Regions from separate parts of the Hordeum vulgare genome. Here region 1 is linked to region 2. The links are chromatin contacts, called in public Hi-C maps. All regions are on one chromosome and are shown on one strand. The core of a region is the stretch at or near the end of the contact, and the rest is flanking DNA. Distances in the headings are between cores, read along the strand shown.

Region 1 (6,569 bases), core at 2,153-4,652, 520 kb after region 2:
CTCATTTTGTAGACGTTGTTGTGGAAGAAGTAGACTCGGTTATATTTATTAATTTCATATATCTTTATAATGGTTCGACCGTGATTGGCTTTATTTTTAATAATTTACAAAATAAAATGACATGTGCTCGCAATAATACAGCCAGGGACACTAACCTTCTGTCCAAATCCAAAAGAATATGATATTAGTAACAAGTTGCTCCCTCCATCGATCGTTGACGACAGGGCAGATTTCTTGGGACACCGTTTTCTTTGGACATCACAAACTAAGCCCTCTCATTTCAGGACTTTGAAACAATCCTACTACTACCATCCACAAGAACGTCTAGCTCAACGAGAAGTTACTCTCTTCGATCCATATTAATTGCTGTTGATCTATTACAAAGTTGTACGTACTTAGGAGTACTAGATTATCGACAATTAATGTGAATCGGAGGGAGTACTAAAATTCTGTACAAATATCGCCATCCTCTTCCTCTTCCTCATGTAAAATCCCCAAGACTGAACCAAAGCAAAGATGCTCGGCCGTTCTCAAAACCTGCTCATATCTTCATGTTGGCGTACATGATGAGCTGGAGCTCCTTGACGCAGTCCTGCATGGCCGGCCGTCCGGCGCTCTCGAAGCAGACGCAGCGCGCGGCGAGGCCCGCGAACATGGACACCGACTCCAACGTGTACGACCCCTTGCCCATGTCCCGGTCCACCACCTTGCGCAGCTTCTTCCGGTCGCCCACCATCTGGTGTATCTGCAGAGCACGAGCCGGGCAGTTAGAATCAGCCGAGAGGGCCAGCAGCGCCGGGACGCCGGCGGGGAGTCCCGGACGATGCAGGTGCGGCAGCCGGCAGAGAGAGAGAGAGAGAAGATACCTTGACGATGAGATTCTGGTCCTGAGGCCCCTGGCTGAGATCGATGGCGCGGCGGCCGGTGAGCAGCTCCAGGAGGACGACGCCGAACGCGTACACGTCGCTCTGCAGCGTCAGCTTCCCCGTCTGCACGCGAGATGGAGTCCTCGTTAGTGCAACCAGTACCAGGAACCCGATCAGGACGGCGGATTCCGCAAAAATGGCGCAAGGGTCATGGCCATTACCAGCGCGTACTCCGGGTCGAAGTAGCCGAAGGTGCCGAGCACCCTGGTGGTGGCGTACAGGTCCAGGTCCTGCGGCATCAGCTTGGCCAGCCCGAAGTCCGAGATCTTGGCCTCGAAGTGGTCGGAGAGGAGGATGTTGCTGGACTTGAAGTCCCGGTGGACGACGGGGACGCCGACGGCGGTGGTGGAGTGCAGGTACGCGAGCCCCCTGGCGGCGCCCAGCGCGATCCGCAGCCGCTGCCCCCACCCCATCCTCACCTCGCCATGGATGCCGTTGAGGACGTCCTGCAGGTTGCCCTTGGGCATGAACTCGTACACCACGAACCGGTGCTTCCCGTCGGCGCAGTAGCCGATTAGCGTCACCAGGTTTGGGTGGTCCAGCCTGCTCAGGATGTCGATCTCCACCCGGAACTCCCGCTCGCCATCGGCCTGCTTCGCCGTCGGCAGGTCCATCTTCTTGATGGCCACAATCTTCATCGATTCACAACAACAAGAACACGTCGGTCATTTTCATGGTCCAAAGCAAAGCTCTCAAGAAACAATGTTGAAACTGTTGTACTGAAGTAGCTGGTGACAGATTTATCATTCAGTACTACTAATGATTTATCATTGGAATTAATTGGTGTTTGATCTTATTAATTTGACTGGTAGTTGGCAGATGCTTTTCTTGACAAGGATGCCATGAGCAAATGTCACACCACTCTGATCCTGGCTGTCTGCCGGACGTGATTATCACGTTCAGGTCAGGGGTGTGCGTCCTACAAACACTTAGATCAATAGGACAAATGCACACAACCAAAGAGGAAGTTCTCTTCCAAACAGAATCATTGGTGCTAACACTAATATAATCTGAAAAACGCACATAAAAAGCTAAATGACAAAAACGCCACATTCTTCTGAAATCAAGGGACGTATCTGCTTTCAGAGTGTTCAGACTCTGCCCATACTCGGTAATTTGAAAATTGTACCAAGAGACAAAACAAACAACAACATCTTCTGAAATTGAACGTACCTGCCCGTCTTTGAGAACGCCCCTGTAAACCCGGCCGAAGCCGCCCTTGCCGATGAGGTTCTTGTCACTGAACATGCCGGTGGCCTCCTCCATCTCCTTGAGGGTGAACACCATGGAGCAGCTGCGCTTCTTCGGCGCGGGCAGCGGCAGCGGCTCCTTCACCTGCCACAGCTCGGCCGTCTTGTACACCCCTGCAGAAGCAAAAAATCAGATGACCAAATTCCTCATGCCAAGCCTTAAATGTTACACTGAAGAAACAGATGATCATATACAGTGACAAATGACTATGCCGATAACAAAGTGAGAAGGAAACAAAGGGCTGCACTCACAAGGATTCAACTGGTCAAGCGATTTGCTTCTCCTCCTCTTGTTCCATGTGGAGACTATGTTGTTGAACATCTTCTTGCCTCTTGAGAGTTGAGATTACTGCCCGAAGCTTTCTGCGGTCTGCGCCTTCGTCGTTGTCGTCGCAACTTTTTTCCTTCTAACCAAAAGTATCCAATTCCAATATACCTTTCCTTGATCAATGGACTCAAATATATTCCTTGCTCCAGTCAGCCCAAGATACAGAGTCTCCCCTGCATCTCCTTTATAACAAAAGGCGCATGTGCTGGAAGAATGGCTGCCACTGCAAGTATCAGAAATTCAGAACCAGGCAGACAAATCAATCCCAGCGCCACCTAAAAGCAAAGCACATGATGAACAGGACAAGCATAACAACGGAGACGAGGCTGAACCTGAACCGGTCGAGAGACGACGCGAGGCTTCGTGGGACGGCACGGAGGAGATGGACGGGACAGAAGGATGAGAGGACGAGATCAAGGAGTGCGTGCAGTGCAGTACAGGCGTGTGGGATGGGATTCCGAGATAAAAACCTTGGAGATGGGCTGATCTCTTTGGAGTTACGTAGCTAGGAGACGAGACGCGCCACCTAAAGGCTCCTACTAGCGTTGGCAAAGAAGTAAAGGAATAGGCAGCAAGCAAGCATGCTTGGAGTAGCAAAGCGTGTGGAGGAGGAGGGTGCTTATGTGCCAAGAAATGCCCGAATCCAAATGGACGATGGGCCAGTGATCACTGGCCGATCAGCGGTGCGAGATTGCGATCAACTTTGCCGGCGAAGGGCGCGGCGAAGGCGGAAGCCGGGGAGCGGGAATGCGGGATTCGGGTGTCAGTTGTTTCTTGCAGCGGGGGGTGGATTGGAACTTGGAAGGAGGGTTCATTGGTTCATGGTTGGTGCATTGCAAAGAGGAAATGGTTGAGCGGAAAGAGAGCTTGGAGGGATGGTGAGTGATTGGGACATTGCGGGGGGGGGGGGGGGGGGGGGGGGGGGGGAAGAAACGCAAGGGCCTGATGGCGACCAGGGACTGAGGAGAGGGGAGGAGCGGTGGTAGAGGTGGCGGTGGTTGCGATGTAGCCGTTGCCAAAGAAGCTTTCTCTCCTCTGAACTCGTAGAAATCTTCACATGAATATAGTACTCGGTCATATCTCATATGCCACACCTTTTGAATCACAAATGCATATATAATAGTATTATTAATCATGAGCTCATATAGCTCATATAAGACCATGGAAGCATTGCAACCCAACTGGTTGATGGTTGTTATGTACTTTTGGCGTCAGTTAAAGGGGAGATTAATCTGATCCCAATCCTTGGCATGATTTTGACACGGTGAAACGACGGTTGGAGAGGGAGGAGTAAGTGTGCTGCTTAAGCATTTTATTTTCCATGCGCGATTTCGGTGATGGCAACGTGTTGTGGGGCGTTATAGGTGAGGTTTGGTGGTTGCCGAGGCTTCAGCGACAAATCACCAAACTTGCCACTTCTCGGAGAACTGTCAACAGGAAAACCAGAGGATTAGGCTAGTCAAGGCGAGCCCAAGTGTGGTTTGGTTGTGATCTTTGCATGGAAGTACATAGGGCCGGAACAACCTAGTGGCTCTGACGTGCTGATCGGTCATGTTAATAACGTTAGGTTTGGATGGATCTACCCATCTAGCGAGATGAGTTCCAGCAACCATATGTTTTAGCCGCTTGTCTCAAATCCGGCCTAGCATCATGTGCAAAGTTAGGTACTACCTACATCACATAATATAAGAGCGTTTTTTATATTAAATAAAGGCTATAATTACTGTCGAGAAAAACTATATATCAGTTTAAATTTTTTGTGGGGCTAAGTATCAGTTTACTTAAAAATATATAGAAAGCCTAGTCCGTAATTTTTAGAAAAGGAGGCTGAACACTGGCCTCTGCATTAAAATATCAATGCAACTTTTTTTATTAAATAATTCAACAAAGCCTTACAAAATAGAACAGCGATTCACCTGAAGCCATCTTACAAGTGTCGTCATACCTACAAGTTTGACAATGAAGGTAACCATGATCATGGTCGCTTGCCCTGGCTTTACATGTAGATACATCATTCAAACCGGAACACCGATTGAGTAGACTCTTAGCATGCGTGCGTGCACGCATACGCACGTTCTAAAAGTCGTCACCATCATCTTGCACGAAGCCATCCTCACAACATGAAACAACGCATAGACCATGGCCGGCCTATCGTTGACGTCACCACGATGCGAGATAACACCATCGCCCTGCACTCATCCATCAACATGAGTCTATCGTCGAGACCCCGCTGCGCCACGCCGTAGGGACTCGTCGTCTTTGACTCGAAAGAGACCACACCACTCCACCTCAGTACCCCCTCCGTTCATCACCTGTCCCAAGAAACAATGCCCACGGGAGTAAGAACGATGCCGCACTCTGTCATCGCCCGATCTGAAGTACTCGGATCTAGGGTTTCCTAGAGCAGCCCGGGCGAGAAATCGAGAATTGCATTAACGATGTCTTCCTCAAGATAACGACGCAAAGTCGGCCCGATTTTCACCAGCAGCCACACTTCCCCGAACCCATAGCCGTCTTGATCACCACCAACCACAAGGTCGGTGTCGCAGCCATCATCAGGAGCCGCCGCCCCGACTTGTGATCCGCACACCCCATAGGGATGCGGTTCTTTCCCATCTAGCATTGTCAACGCCAAAGAAAGTTTTGGCCGACATGCGCCTCATTTGATGAATTGGATGTTGCAGAACGTCGCATGGGAAACAAAAAAAATCCTACGCTCATCAAGATCAACATCTACGAGAGGGGGAGTGAATCTACATACACTTGTAGATCGCTAAGCGGAAGCGTACATAACACGGTTGATGTAGTCGTATGTCTTCACGATCCAATCGTGATCCGTCCCGATCTAGCGCCAAACGGACAGCACCTCCGCGTTCAGCACACGTGCGGATCAATGACATCTCCTCCTTCTTGATCCAGCAAGAGAGGAAGGAGAAGTAGATGGGATCTCAACCAGCGCGATGGCGTGGTGGAGCAATTCCAGCAGAGCTTCGCCAAGCATCTTCGGGACTGCGAATGAGGAAGAACGGGAGAAACGGGAGGGAGAGGGCTGCCTCAAGGGAGAGGACTTGATGTTTTCAGCCCTCCCCTCCCCTCCACTATTTACAAGAGGCAAGGGGTAGAGGGCGCATCCCTAACTCCTCCTCCAAGGGAGGGGGCGGCAGCCAAGAGGGAGGAGTCCTCCCTCCCCAAGGCACCTCCTAGGTGCCTTTCCCTTTAGGGTTTCCTATCCCTAGTGTGACAGCTCGATGCAGACGCCCCAGAAGATTCCCCTTTTCTTTCCGTTTTCGTCGTGTGGGTATTTTAATTTGTCGCATCATCATCGCATCATGCGCATCGTCAAGATTGCATCGGCATCTCCGTGTCGCCAGATTTGAAAACTTGCATCCGTTGTTAGTTGCTGGTTTTCGCCGTTGACCGTTCTGAGCCCGACCGCACTCGCGCGCGCCCGCGGCATCGTTCGAAACCCTGTTTTAAAAGTGAGCGCAAAACTTTCTCTGATCGAGCTGAAACTTGGCACGCGGTCGTGATTAGATATAGCTAGGCCGCCTGTCGAATTTCGTCGCGATCGGAGACCGTCTGGTACCCGAACGGTCGACCGTAGCGACACCGTATTTCGGTCTATCGTCGGACGTGTGTCGGTGTTTTAAAATTCGTTGCCGCGCCGCCTGTTTCCCCTCTCGTCTCCAGATATCAACACAACACGGCCACTTAGCACGTCCCATGTTCGGAATTGTTCAATTCCGACCGCGCGGTTGAAACCGGGGCGAAAAACTGCTAAACCTAGCCCCCTTTGCCTATTTAAGCACCCCTAACCTGCCCCTAACGGAAACCCTATCCCCTGCCTCGAAAACCGTAAACCACCTAACCCTAGCCTCAGCCGCCTCCACCTTCCACCTCCAGCCGCGTGGGCCTGCAAACCCAGATCCGGCCCGCCCGGGCCCGGATTGAGCCGCCAGCCCCGCTCGCCTCGAGCTCCAGATCACAGGTCCTCCCGATCCAGAGCCCCCTACCCCGCCTTCGCAGCCGCCTGCCACCACACCTCCGTCGAGATGCCGCCGTCGG
Region 2 (6,544 bases), core at 237-2,736:
GGGTGAAAGCCACGCATTTCCATCCCATCCCAAACCTCGACAGCTTTATCAATCCTTCCTACACCAATCAACATTTTTAGCAACATGTTGTAAGAATGACGGTCTGGCACACACAAGCCTTTATCCATTCTTGCAATAAGCCTCAAAGCCTTGTTCACCTCATTCTTCTTACAATGTGCATTAAGCAGTGTGTTGTAGGTCCAAACATCAGGCTTTTCCCCTCGCGTGATGACCTCACCAAGGATATTATAAGCCTCCTCAATCTCTCCCAGTTCACACAATAACCGAATTATAGCATTATATGTGAATACATTTGGTGTGAGATCATGCATGAGCATCCTATCTAGCACACGAAGAGCGTCCCGAGCATCCTTGGATGCACAGGCAGCACGAAGGAATGGACCATAAGTGGCAGCATCTGGAAGAAGTCCTCGGCTCTGTTGCATATCTTTCAGATGTTCCTGTGCACGTGCAATATCACCTCCGCGGCATAAGGCATCAATCAACGCATTGTAGGCAGGCACATCAGGCTCAACACCTCTCTCAACCATTTCATCAAATAACTTTTGCGCATTTTCTGGCTTTTCCACAACAGCCCACCCAGAGATCAGAATGGTGTAGGTCTTGGCTGAGACATCGAAATGAGTCCCCGGCTCTCTGAAGAAGAGCTCAGCATGATTTACAAGGCCATTATGGCACAAGGCGAATAGCAGCGAGTGGAAATCGGCCAGCGTTGGGTGGAAGCCGAACCCCGCCATGGAAGAGAACGCCCGGATCGCGTCATCCGGGAGAAGCGCCCGTGAGTACGCACGGAACAGCCGCGGGAAGAGGCCCCGCGAGAGCGCGGCCGGTGGGAGGTCAGACAGCAGCGAGCGCAGCAATGGGAAGAGCCGTGCACCAGCGAGCGAATTGGCCAGGATGAGGAGCGAATCCGGCAGGTGAAAGAACCCGGGCAGCCCCGCGGCAAAGAGGAAGAACCGGAGCGATGGCGCGGGAAGGTGGCGGCACCGGCGCAGCACCGCGGCCGCCGCGTCGGGGGTGATGCGCGGCGCGAAGCCGCGGAGCGCGGCGGGGAGGTCGTGGCGCGGGCCACGGAAGTCGCTGAGCACGCGGCTGAGCGTGCTCACGAGCCCTGGGTCGACGTCTGGGCCCGGATCTGGGGGCGGATCGCAGGGCGAGGCGGTGGAGAAGCGGGGGAGGGGGAGGGGGCGCCGGCTGCGGGGCGCGAGGCGGCGTGCCGCGGCGACCGATCTCGCGGCGGCTTGCATCGGTGAGGCTGTGGTGACAGCGGATTCGGGAGTAACGTAAGGATGCACGCGTGCTAGAAAGCAGTAGATGGATGTGAGAGCAGGGGGTGAAGGCGCTTACCGGGGAGGTTAGGGTCGCCGGGGGAAGGGGCGGAGGAAGAGGAGGTCGCCGCCGGCCTGTGGATTCGGAGGAGGTCGCGGTCGAAACGAAGGGAGGGGAGGGCCTGAATGGGGGTATTGAGACGGCCAGTCAGGAAACTTGGGCTAGAAAGACAATACGGAAGGGCTCCAATAAAAATATGTGGCCCTCCACCGGCGTCTAGTGGGCCGCTCCAGATTCTTTTTCTTCTTTTCCTTTCACTTTTTTCTACTTTATTTATATGAGGCCTTTTTAGTTCATAGCTAGAAAAATCATAAAAAATGCGATGACATGTACCTCAAATCCTATACCCCTCAAAAGAAAATGTATTTCAAATCCTATGAACAGAAACAGAAAGAGAGAAGTCCTTTAGTTCACAGCATAGGAATTTTTTTCATTGAGTCAAACTAATGGTTTTTTTCTATGAAATGTGAAGGATAGGAAGAATTTCTTCATAGGAATAGGATCTTATTCCTACAAACCAGAGGACTCTACAAGATTTTATCATATAAATTTTTCTATCCTATTGATTTTTACACATTTCCTCCAAAGCAAAGGAGGCATAAGTCTTTTTAGGAAGAGAGGGAGAGAGCATATGGGGACATGGGGTTTAAGGATTTTGTACTCTTCAATAAAGCTATGTTAGAGAAGCAAGGATGACACTTCATTTTATAAGCTGGAGTTGTTATGTGCTAGAGTTTTGAAAGGGAAATATTATCATGACGGGAATTTTATGTCTATTGGTTGTAAAAGGAATGCCTCTCATACTTGGACGGCATTAGGTCGGGACGAGAAGCTTTAAACTTGGGGTTGATCAGGAGAATTAGAGATAGTGCAAGTATAGGAGTTTGGGAGGATCATTGGGTTCCCTCAGATCCTGGACGGAAGACAATTTTGAGACTCCCAAATGTCGGGGTTACACTCGAAAAGAGTTACTCGACATGTACGGTGTGGAATGGGATGAATTGATTATGCATGAAATGTTGTACCGATGGAAATGTAAGCTATATGACAGACTGATGTGTCCAATTCCCTATCGCTTTCATCTTGAGTTTTGTGTTGTAATTGAGGGTTTTGTCAAAAAATTATCGCGCCCGTGCACATCCTTTCGTCAATCTTCACCAGGATCTCAACCGCAAGGAGTTTTGAAGCATAAGGAGGAAATCCCAATAATATGGTGTAAAAATCATGTCATCTAACCTGATATTTACCTACCATATGAAGACATGATCAAACAGGAACAAACCCATCCGCATAAGGGATCTAGGGAGAAGAGAGTGTCTAGTACGCGTGTGAGTGCTCGTACCAGCTATCGTCACCTCCCCCTGGTCGACTTTATTACCCTCCTCCCGTGTCTTTGGATCGGGAGGACGACATACATAAAGGCTAATAACTCGACCAGATCGAAGAAACCTAGCCTCATGAAGGGATCCAGAGGGGAATCAGCAAGAAGAGCTCCACCCCACCATCGCCTCATTAAAGAAGACTCTGACATCAATCATGCCATCCCCGTCCCCATACTCATCTCCAGCCCTTTTGTAATACCGAACCCTAGTGGACTCTTGCGATTATTACTTTGTTCTATTGTTCATGATTATCTATATAACGCTATTTGTTTCTATGTGTGAATAATTCCCAATTCACTAGTTCTCGAGGATATGGAGGATCCCTAGTATATTTAGGTGATGAATGTCTATATGGTATGAAATCCTTGTTTGCTTGTCTCGGTTAATAACCTTCATGGAGGTTGTGCAAGGGGCCTCACTCAGCATTTTCACCTTGAATGTCCATGAAGAGTATTATTGACATTGTAAAGTTAGGGACGTGGAGGTAAAGAGGTGGCAGTAATACCCTCTCATCATTTCCTTTGCAATTGATACGGGAGTAACGGAGAACCGACCATTAGTTACGTCCATGATGTGACCCTTAATTATAGCGAGCATGACATGAATGTGGGGAGAGAAGATAGTAGCTTATGTGATACGAAGACTATGCATGTAACTCTTACGTTGTACTAGGCCCCGCCCACTATAAACATCAAATATGGACTTGATTATTCGAGCCTATAACTATGCATTATCATATGTTGTATTAGATGCATACTAGTGAGGTATCGGGACTCTTTGGAAACGCTTTAGTCCAACTATTGATTTCATCATCTCATACTCTTCGTCACTCATTTACTTTCCTTGTACAATTTTACTTTTAATTGCCTTTCACCAGTATAATTGCAAACTTCCGTAGCCGTTTTGTTTCACGCATCAACTAACTTGAAAAATTGGATCTTTTGCCTCACTTTACTTCTCCATTTGATATCCCCGCCCCGAGAGGCTATCGGGTGGGGAGGGGACCACTGGTCATTGAAACAACCCTGGGTAAAATCATCCACCCCCTTGTAAACTGGGGGCAAATCATCAAATCCACCCGACTAACTTGCACACACATTTTATAATTCTCTACAGGAGATAAAGTCTATTTCTTGTGTTCCTTCAATAGTAGAGAAATGGTTAGCCATAACTTATGTTGATGGCGCGCCAATTTGAAGCAACGTTAGCACTACATTTGTCAAATAGCGATGGCGTTGGACAAATTGGTACGCTAACTTTGTACAGGTAGTGCTGGCGAGGATTTAAAGTGGAATGGTACCAAAATGTTGGCCCAACTGAGTTGACTAGTCGAAATATATTGGTAGTGTCGGATATCCTACCACGTCAGAGCTATATTCTGTAGGGCTAACGTTCACTGTTCGTGAACGTCGGCACTAAGTTTTGGCTATATAAGCTAGCTAGTCTTGGTAGCCCCTTTGTTTCTCAAAATACATTCACTTCCAATTCTTCTCTCTAACTAGTTAGCTCCTCTTAGTTACGGACCCATGTCGGCGGAGCATGTCGAAAGTTTGGCACTCCGCTGCCCTGGCTGAGCTCCCGTCTGGCCTTGTTGGCTATGCCATGAGCTCGCCATGGACAATGCACCGGCCCTGTCCGGCAAATCATCTCGCTGCAGCGGCGCGACTTCCGTTCAATCTAGCAGCTACGCCACCAGCGTCGAAGATACCGGACATGTGTTTCTTTATGGTTGTCAACGCCCTATTGATAAGCATATGTCGCACACATAATGGAATCAAGAGCGAGAGTTATACATCTACACCAATCGTGGAAAGGCATGTATATGAAAAAATATATGTCTTGATCTATTTTCAGCTAATTTGTACAATTCAACTCCTCTAGTGTCAAGAACGATTACTCCATTGGACCACTTAGACGATGGATAGATGAGATGCAACTCAAGAACGATATGATGCGAGGCCAAATCAAAAAATTCAAGATGCTTTAATATGCACTTTTAGTCGTGTGCATGCTTGGCTTATTTCTCCCAACCACATCGATAGCACCATTTCTTTTCGTGACCGTCATCACACTCATTATATTCTTCGTCTAGATCTAGTAGTAGTAAATTGTATTTGTTATTTTTTATTATCCTTCTGTAATGTATGTAAGCAAGCCAAATTAATCAGTGAAATCCATGTTGTTCTCATATATATGTATTATCTTTTAAACCGTTATTTCAATTTTGGTTATCAGGTTAACATTGTTGCTCCTGCTTTAAATGTGATCCCTGATGATGTTCCTTCCTATCTATTTAACAAACAGTGTGAAGTTCAAATGCACGATGATAACCAGCTTACTTTGCAATGTACTACTATTAAATCTCACTTGTTAGTTGTTGGAGCTAAAATATATTCCAATGCAGCTTTCAGGTTAAAGAAAATTCCTAGTCTCCGACAAGGTGAAGTGGCCACTTGTGTAGGTATTTACATCTCCATTCGTTCAGCACAAGGAGAAATCAATATTCAAATTCAAGCCTCGGCACCTTCTACTTCTTCTCCTTTACAAACTAAAGTTGTTGCTCTTTCTTGTGCTACTTATATTGTGTAGGATCGAAAGTATGTCTAGAGGGGGTGATTAGACTACTTGACAAGATAAAAACTTAGTATTTTCCCAATTTTTAGTGTGAGCCAGTTTTAGAAACTATGACTAGTCAAGTACACCCTAAACATGCATATCTAAGAGCATTGAAACAGAAAGTAAAACATGCAAGTGTAAATAGAGGGTGATGTAGGGAGATCAAACACAAAGGTTGACACAACGATTTTTGGCATGGTTCTGATAGGTGGCGCTATCGCCCGTCCATGTTAGCGGAGACTTCAACCCACGGAGGGTAATGGCTGCGAGAGTCCACGGAAGGCTCCAACCACAAGGGGTCCACGAAGAAGCGGCCTTGTTTATTCCACCACGTCTTCCGTCCACACAAGACTAGACTCACTCATGGTAGATCTTCACGAAGTAGGCGATCTCCTTGCCCTTACAAACATCTTGGTTCAACTCCACAACACGAAGTAGAAGGCTCCCAAGTGACACCTAACCAATCTAGGAGGCACCACCCTCCAAAAGGTAATAAATGTGGTAGAATGATGATCTCCTTGCTCTTGTGCTTCTAAAGATAGTCTCCTCAACACTCAATCACTCCCTCATATTTGGCAGGGGTGGGAGAGATTGATCTTTTGGAAAGCAACTTGGGGAGGCTAGAAATCAAGGTTCAAATGGTAGGAATGGAATCTCTTGATCTCAACACATGAGTAGGTGGCTCTCTCTCAGAAAAATGGATCTGGCAAGTGTAAGTGTTGTTGGAAATATGCCCTAGAGGCAATAATAAATTAATTAATATTATATTTCCTTGTTCATAATAATCGTTTATTATCCATGCTAGAATTGTATTGATTGGAAACTCAAATACATGTGTGGATACATAGACAACACACTGTCCCTAGTGAGCCTCTAGTTGACTAGTTCGTTGATCAAAGATAGTCAAGGTTTCCTGGCCATAGGCAAGTGTTGTCACTTGATAACGGGATCACATCATTGGGAGAATGATGTGATGGACAAGACCCAAACTATAAACGCAGTATATGATCATGTCAGTTTATTGCTACTGCTTTCTGCATGTCAATCTGTTCCTATGACCATTAGATCATGCAACTCCCGGACACCGGAGGAATACCTTGTGGGTTATCAAAGTCGCAACATAACTGGGTGACTATAAAGGTGCTCTACAGGTATTTCCAAAGGTGTCTGTTGGGTTGGCCTGGATCAAGACTGGG

What was found. Hi-C and Micro-C count contacts between places; a contact is called where the count stands out from the background.
Region 1: a Hi-C map of leaf shows a contact between it and region 2, with 3 times the contacts expected there. The contact joins the promoter of LOC123398396 here to the promoter of LOC123395556 in region 2. A contact is called at or near these places in 2 of 6 Hi-C or Micro-C datasets (leaf and seedling) and 1 of 1 datasets of contacts at active chromatin or transcription factors (embryo).

Annotation. Positions count from the first base shown.
Region 1 is chr5H:412,639,501-412,646,069 of MorexV3_pseudomolecules_assembly, forward strand. LOC123398396 (probable serine/threonine-protein kinase PBL28) reads right to left here and starts at 3,403. Exons shown (of 6, transcript XM_045092872.1): 1 at 2,837-3,403; 2 at 2,429-2,727; 3 at 2,100-2,290; 4 at 1,088-1,558; 5 at 867-989; 6 at 326-745. The coding sequence starts at 2,498. The coding sequence ends at 542.
Region 2 is chr5H:412,123,017-412,129,560 of MorexV3_pseudomolecules_assembly, forward strand. It overlaps LOC123395556 (heat shock factor-binding protein-like), which reads right to left and starts at 1,487. Exons shown (of 5, transcript XM_045090569.1): 1 at 1,369-1,487.